Regions from separate parts of the Mus musculus genome. Here region 2 is linked to region 1. Evidence: chromatin contacts called from public HiChIP or PLAC-seq data. All regions are on one chromosome and are shown on one strand. Each heading gives the region's core, a stretch centred on a gene start, on an enhancer-like site or on the middle of the called end of the contact. The rest is flanking DNA. Distances are from core to core; before and after follow the strand shown.

Region 1 (3,596 bases), core at 712-3,211:
TTATTATGATCTTGAGAAAAAACTTAGGGAAATGGCACCTGAGAATGTAAATATTTTGGCTGCTTATTGCACACAGGAGATAGTTATTGCTACCGCACACACTCATTTGACATCTTGCTTCTCATCTGTTTGAGTATATTTCTCATCGACTCTTTACTTCATCTAACGATGGCAATTCACCAAAGGAAATCCCGCCCACCCAGAAAGAGTCATCCTCTCACTTTTCTTTAAAACTATTGCATATATTACAAGTGAAAATTTTCTCAGGGAAACTGCACTGAGGAAGGGGAAACAGTATGTATCCTGCCCAATGCAGTATAGCTTCAAAGGTTATCAGCAAGCTTCACTTTCAAAACATTTGTGCTTGTATTTCAGGTGCTGGAATACACTTCACGCAGTGTAATAAGGGGTCACACCAGACTTAATGAAAAGTTCCATGGCATTCGTGTATAATAAGTCCCTAATTAAAGGCGTGGTTAAGCCAACAGCACGGATATTGTCTTTTACATTAATATCTATTATTCTTCTTTAGCCTTCTCTGGGAGCCTCTTCAATGGACAGATGCCTGGAGGGGAGACTAAGGAATCGCTCAGCTGGTGGCTGGCACTGGCCTTGAAGAAGGCTAGTGAGGAACACTTTGTGGTCTTTCAGGGTCTCCGCACCAGCTATCAGCAGCTATGGGTGCTGAAGAGACCTTGTCACTTCATCCGAAGGGATTTACTTGGTCAGAAGGAAAAATTAAATACAAAGCATGCAGCTAAGAAGCCAGTGAAAAGGATTATGAACATACAAGAGCACATGTGTATGGGACACTAAGACATCTTTAGGAAATTTCAGATCCCCAAAGCTAGGATTACTGGCAGGAGCAGGGTAGTGGGCCCATGCCTGGGCCTTTACCATGAGTGTTATTAACTTCAAACTATTCAGTTTGGCTTTATGGGTCTTTTATCAAGGCCACTTAAAAACGAAAAGAAAAACGGGAAAAGAAAGGCAAAGAAAGATTCCCATCCGTTCAATGCAGTTACACACACACACACACACACACACACACACACACACACACACACACCACTAGTACATAAACACATGTGTGCATATTCACTGCCTCCTAGGTCCACTGCCCAATTTTCTACCCAGGTTCAAGTTCACAAACAGAATGAAGTTCAGAAACAGTCTGTCTAAAGGTAGTGAAGGAGAATCAAACACAGCATTTTGGACCTGCCAGTCTTGCAGGGCAGAGGGCTCCTCCATCATTGAACTGTCCCCTGATGCTTGGCAGTGAGCCTATAGGCGGCTAGCCACGTTTGCCTGGGTGATGGACCACACCAAGGTAAACAGTTCCCACCTGAGTGCTGTGGGAGAGGAAAGAGCTAAGCAGATTGAATGACAGGAGACTGATAGGGGACAGGCCATCTATTTAACAAGAAACAAAAGCACAGTTCAAGTGCAGGCAGTCGATGTGAAAATGCTGTTTCCTTACTCCAACTGGTAACCACTGCCCCAGCCTAGTCATGACAGCGGCAGGTGTCCTGGCCAAAGCTTGTCCTTTGCAGGGAACGCATGGGGCCTCTGTACTATCCTGTTAATTCCAGTAACACAGAGGACAGGGCAGGTAGCTCTGCACTGAAGACAGAATTCTGGCTCAGGGACAGGATTGTGCTCTTTAGCCTGCTTTAGCCTCAAGACAAGGGGCCAGATAATAATAAATGTCAGAGCAGAAGACAGTTTGCAGTAGTAATAAAAACAACCAGATACGATTCACAAGGGAGCCATTCATAGATGGGAGGAAAACCTCCACTCCCAGCCATAGTGATGGAGAAATGAGATCTAAATTAAAGTTGCTTCCTGTAGGTTTGGGAGAAGTTAGTCAGAAGCCATCGTTAGAAGCAGGAAGCAAAGCTGGCTAGAGTGAGACATCATCGGAAGAGTCCGCCTTTAGATGTCACTACAGCATCAGGGCTTCACTTGCCAAACTCCCGAGAAGGCTCAGAGGATGGACACCAGCCCATGTATTCCATAGACAGTCCCACTATTCTCCAAATTTCTTCAGAGAACCTAAGTGTTCTGGAAAAGCTGATTAGGGAGCAGCTAGACTCAGCCTGAGTCCCAGGCTACCTCCCACAGTCACCTCTTTTTCTGCCTCAGTGACAGGTCCCTAACAAGAATAGAGAGCAACAAATGCAAATGAGCTGAGCCCTCCTCCCATCAGAGGAGGAGGGACTGAGAGGAAGGAGGGAGAAAAGGAGGAGGGAGAGAAGGAGGAGGGGGAAGGGGGAGAGAAGAGGGAGGGGGAGGAGGGAGAGGAGGTGGAGGAGGGGGAGAACTTTACTGTGCTAGTTGCATAGTTCATACCTTCTGTTCTCAGAGGGCTACTGTAACACATCTTTTACTCATTCTTGTTTTGGAAAGTACATTTGTTTTCTGTTTGTTTGTTGTTTGTTTTGCTTTGCTTTCACCCTAGACAGATAAACCCTCAAATGGGTAGACTCAATAGATCCATAGGTGGAGAGATGGATAAATAGATTTCCATATGACACTTAGGAGGGAAGAGCTGCAGTACTCCAACACCCCTGCGAGTCCAAATGGGTAATATCTGTTAAAAACTCAGAGCAATTTCTTAGTAAAATCTAAGCCAGAAGAAGTTTAACCCCCTCCTCGCACCAGCTTTCTGCCTCCCTTGAGAAGGCATGTCTGTCTGTGACAGTGTAACATTTGTGCTTGGATTATTTTCCCACAGGAAGGCACAGCAAATGCTCCTGATTTAAGAGCCATGTATTCAAGGAAGTCCAACTAACTATTAAACCAAAAAACTAACTCTGATAACTGGCATCCGATCTCAATTCTGGGAAAAACTTAGACAAATCAAATATCCAGCAAAAACATTACCAAATGCTGTACCTCGCAACCGCCTATACATTACTAATCAGTATTCATTTCCTGTCCTTAAAATAAACACAAAACAGATTTCTCCATTTTCCCTAAAATCAATCTTTCGCAGTATCTGTCAGTTTCTCTCTCCCAATTAGTATTCCACGTTCATTTATTTTCCTTGTGAGTTAATTTTTTTTTAAATGTATCTTGGCATGGATATTTCATTCAATACTTGTAAATGAAAATCATAGGGTAACCAGTGTTCCTTAAGACCCCCAAACTTGTAACTTGGTTAATGAATGGAGATAAATCAAAGACACCTTATTAATTATTGCTTGCCTGGTAGGGTAAGCATTAGCTTTTCACCTCACTGGGCTGGAGAACAAGATTGCCTTTGGCCATGTCCGAGGGGCTCATTAAAGCATCCCTGGGGAATGGGAAGAAATTGCTAGTATAAGGCAGTGGTCAGTTTCTCTCCCAGAACCCCACCAGGGAAAGGAAACTCTCATCAGGAAGAACTAACAAGGCTGCCTGTATTACACCTGTAATCAAACTGGCCTGGAAATGCCTGGAGACCATTGTTCTGTCTTTGCGATCTGGGAGCGTATCTGAAAATGCCGAATCCAATCCATAATTGATGTGTGTGCGCAATTATAATCCTCCAGATATACTGGAAATGCTGCAGTTCCAAGCCTCAAGGAGTGGTTACTTTAGCATGCATGGCA
Region 2 (3,596 bases), core at 585-3,084, 1.3 Mb after region 1:
ACTAGGTCCACACCAGGGTAATGGAAAGCCCAGAATTTTACCTCTGGAATTTACTCATACTTTGTCCCTAAAGTCACATGTTCCTAAAGACAGCTGTGATTTTCGTGTGTCAAATGCAGTGACAACATGATCCTGCCACTCCGTACTGCCACACCTACTGCAGTGGCCTTGCTGTCCCTGATGGAAACTGAGCGCCAAGCAGCAGGTTTCTCCTGCTCCCGTTGACTTGTTAGAGTCTACCTTGGCTCAGCTTGTCTAGGCCTGGGGTTTGCACTCAAGCATCTGTCCTTTGTCCCATGACTTCCTGGAGTGGCTTTCTGGGAAAATGTCATCAGCGATGTTGATTTCCTGTCTTCTCATCACTGGATCTGGGAGGTGGATTCTCTTCACACTGGGTTTTGTTTTTTTGGTTTTTGGTTTTGTTTTTTTTTTTTAATCTGAAGAATGCACAGGAGCCTCTTGCCTTGTAATACACAGTCTGTCTCATTCATAAAATCTTGTCCTGGAAAAAGCCTCATTCATTCCCACAGAAGAGCCGCAGTTGGGAGGGCAAGGGCATTCAAAACCTTGGGAGATAGGAGACAATAGCGGAGCGCTTGGCAGCCGCTCCTGGGCGGCGTTAGCAACGTGTACCGACGCCAGGGAGAGGATAAAACGCTGTAGTTATTTACTTGTCTCTTAGGAGCAAAAGAGTCTCTTTGCCTCTAATATAGATGCCAAATCCTCAGGACCCAAGCGAGGAAATGATGAGCTGTGCGGAGGATTGGCACGAAGTCCTGTGCTCCGAGATAGTGAGGCATTTTGCTTGAAAGCATCCGTTGTTTAAAGAGAAAACGAGAATTGTGGGATTTTGTTGTCAATCAAGGGTCAGCAGCTTCCTCTCCCACTGGACGCTCACACACAAGCCCCCCCCCCCCCAACACCCGGACCCTCCTCCCCCATCCTGCCAGAAAGCCAGGCTGTCCTGTTCCTTGGCCACCAAAGGCCAAGGCTTCCCTTGCAGAATCTCAACGCAGTTGGTAACTTCAATCTTGCCAACGCTTCCCACGTTAGTAATCACCAAATACTAAACATGACAAAAATTCAGACAAATAGGGCATCCGTCCGGTGTAACTCCGTTTGCCGAGAGCCCTCCAGAATCCGGAGCACAATAGGTCTGTGTTTATTTTTCCACCAGTAGCATAATGTGACTGATTTACAAGAGTTTCACTGGAGTGGTAATCTGACAGTGATGAAGGGGCTCCTCACTAGCGCAGTCGCTCACACTATCATATTAGTTGCCTCTAGCAAGGCAGTGTGGTCGATAATTGGAACGCTTTTATGTCTAGTGGTTCTGACAAACCTCTTCTTCAGGTCACATATGGGCGGTCTAGCTCTCTACTCAGCCCAACAGTGGCAAATACTTTAGACTGAGAAAGTATTGTTCTCTTCACATTGTAGAGCAATGGCAGTTCAAGGGAAGTGAGGCTGCGTGCCGGCTACCTGCTGGTGTGTAGTAAAATGAAATGGACATGATACCGAGCCGGGAGTACAATTAAATCTATTTTGCACCAATGTGTTGCTGGACAGATGAGTTTCCACATGACAGAACTTTATGATCTTTAAGGTAGACTGAACTAATAGATTGGTGTGGAGCGCACTGAAGTTACCAAGGACTGGAAAGCAGGCAGTGGTACATTTGAACTACAGGTTTCTCATATGCCCCGCGTCATGCTGAGTTTTTATAGCTCCTGGCTTTCAAAAAGCCTGTTTCAAAGAGGTTTGCGCTAGACTGGGCATGCAGTTTTGCTCTGCAGATATTGTCGCTGCCGATTTAGTGGAATGCAATTAGGAAGCCTAAATTAAGTGGTAATGGAGAACCAGCTCTTGAAACTGGGGTTTCCACGGCAACCGCTGCTTACAATACAGCCTTCAGTTAGTTTTCCCACTTTATCTGCAAAATGCACAATTGAGCTTTAAAACAGCTCGGTACTGAAAAACGCACTGTAAACAACTGTTTGCAATGAGAGTTTTACACTGTCTTTAAATACAACAAACCATCACATAAAATTTACTTGCCCGCACTAATAATGTGAAATCCGGTTGCGGGTCGGGTGAGGAATTTTTTTTTTAATGTGTTATTCCTCTGTCACCATCGGATTTATTTTTAAGGAGAGATGTCACGAGTCATTAGGTCGTTCAACTTTGGTCATCCCTGCACTATTTTCAGCTCCCCTGACAATCTGTGTATCCCAACAGTCCTACATTAAGACACATTTTCTCTCTCAGCACGCAGAGCATTGTCTTAAATAATTGTATAATGCTCTTTGTCAATATTCCTTTTTCTCTAACAACACTTTGTAGATGTTTCTTGTAGTTTCACCTTTATAGCATACTGTACACCTGCAAGATTTTCATATTTACTAATCTGGACTTTTCCTTTCTTCAGATGAGACCAACATTCCATCTCTCTATATATTTAAAGGTTAACCAACCAGGAAGCTCTTGTGCCATTCTAACAGACAAGACAGTTGAAATATAGCAAGAAGTAGGTGTATTTTCCACCACACAGTTCTTTGAAGTGACTATGGGGGATTTGCACCTTTGTAAAATTCATTTTCTTCTATGGTAGGGAATCTGTATTTTATTATACAGGGCTGGCACTTTTGTTTCCCTGTGTCAGGGTTATACGCATACTCCCATCAACGACCCATGCATACTTTTCTCTGCACAGGAGGAAAAAAAAATCAAATTGAGTTCTGCAAAGAGGAAAGAAGGATAGAATCAAATTTGGGGTCTCCTAGCTATAACACTCTGTTTAATTGCCAGTCTTAACAGGGTGATCACTGGAACATGTCTGGACAGAGCCAAGCAGCTGGTGGGAACTCATGAATCCGCCACAGCCCAGAAGGTAATGTTCCCCGGCAGTTTGTGTTCTCGCAAGGTTGGCGTATTATACGTGTGTTATTTTCACTGTGAGAACATGCAGAGAGAAAGGCATGGGTGGGGGTGGGGGGGGACAGAAAATGAGACAGGGGGGGGGGAGAGAAGGAGAGAGAGAGATGGAGACAGAGACAGAGAGACAGGGAAACACAGAGAGAGACAGAGAGAGAATAAGACCTGTTACTCATACGGTTCAGGTGGAAGGCTACATTCTGGTGGCAAGGGTCATATCTGTGTGTTCTGCATGTTGATGCATCAAATTCTCTGTAGCCTTGACACATGCCAGGGAGGGAGTGTGCTCTCCACAGGAAGTAGATCTCTTCAGCGGCAGCCCTCCCCCCCACCCCCCACTGTTGGAACCCAGACTTGGTTGGGGCCTTTATTTTTGACATCAGCTGATTTAAATGGCACAGAGGTTTTGTTAAATACTTTTCCCCCCATTTTTCTATTATTTGCTGATTCTCACAAGTGGTTCCTATTATCTTCACACTTTGAGAATATAAGTGCTTGAAGAAAACTATAAAGAACCACATTAAAACTGGCTATTTTTAATTCTCTTGGTATTTAAAAAAAATCTTTGTCACAATCTATATCGCTGCTATAGGCTCAGCCAAGGCTTTCTTGTAGCTCTTTACTATAAAAATATGATCACTAATGTTACCTCTTTAAGACTT

Evidence for each region. HiChIP or PLAC-seq counts read pairs in DNA pulled down with a chosen protein or histone mark.
Region 2: an H3K27ac HiChIP or PLAC-seq map of stem cell-derived neural progenitor cells shows a contact between it and region 1, with 11 times the contacts expected there. The contact joins two enhancer-like sites. A contact is called at or near these places in 2 of 115 datasets of contacts at active chromatin or transcription factors (astrocytes and stem cell-derived neural progenitor cells) and 2 of 9 other capture datasets (embryonic tail and embryonic trunk).

The regions. Positions count from the first base shown.
Region 1 is chr1:41,269,235-41,272,830 of GRCm38.p6, forward strand. No RefSeq gene overlaps it. Among named protein-coding and RNA genes, the nearest start is that of 4930448I06Rik, 90 kb to the left of the region's middle. Within about 2 kb of position 1,962, at least 19 of the 459 cell types and tissues checked have an H3K27ac peak or open chromatin away from gene starts, as enhancers often do. A contact at or near this core is called in stem cell-derived neural progenitor cells, where this site is marked.
Region 2 is chr1:42,538,542-42,542,137 of GRCm38.p6, forward strand. No RefSeq gene overlaps it. Among named protein-coding and RNA genes, the nearest start is that of Gm46089, 33 kb to the right of the region's middle. Within about 2 kb of position 1,835, at least 59 of the 459 cell types and tissues checked have an H3K27ac peak or open chromatin away from gene starts, as enhancers often do. A contact at or near this core is called in stem cell-derived neural progenitor cells, where this site is marked.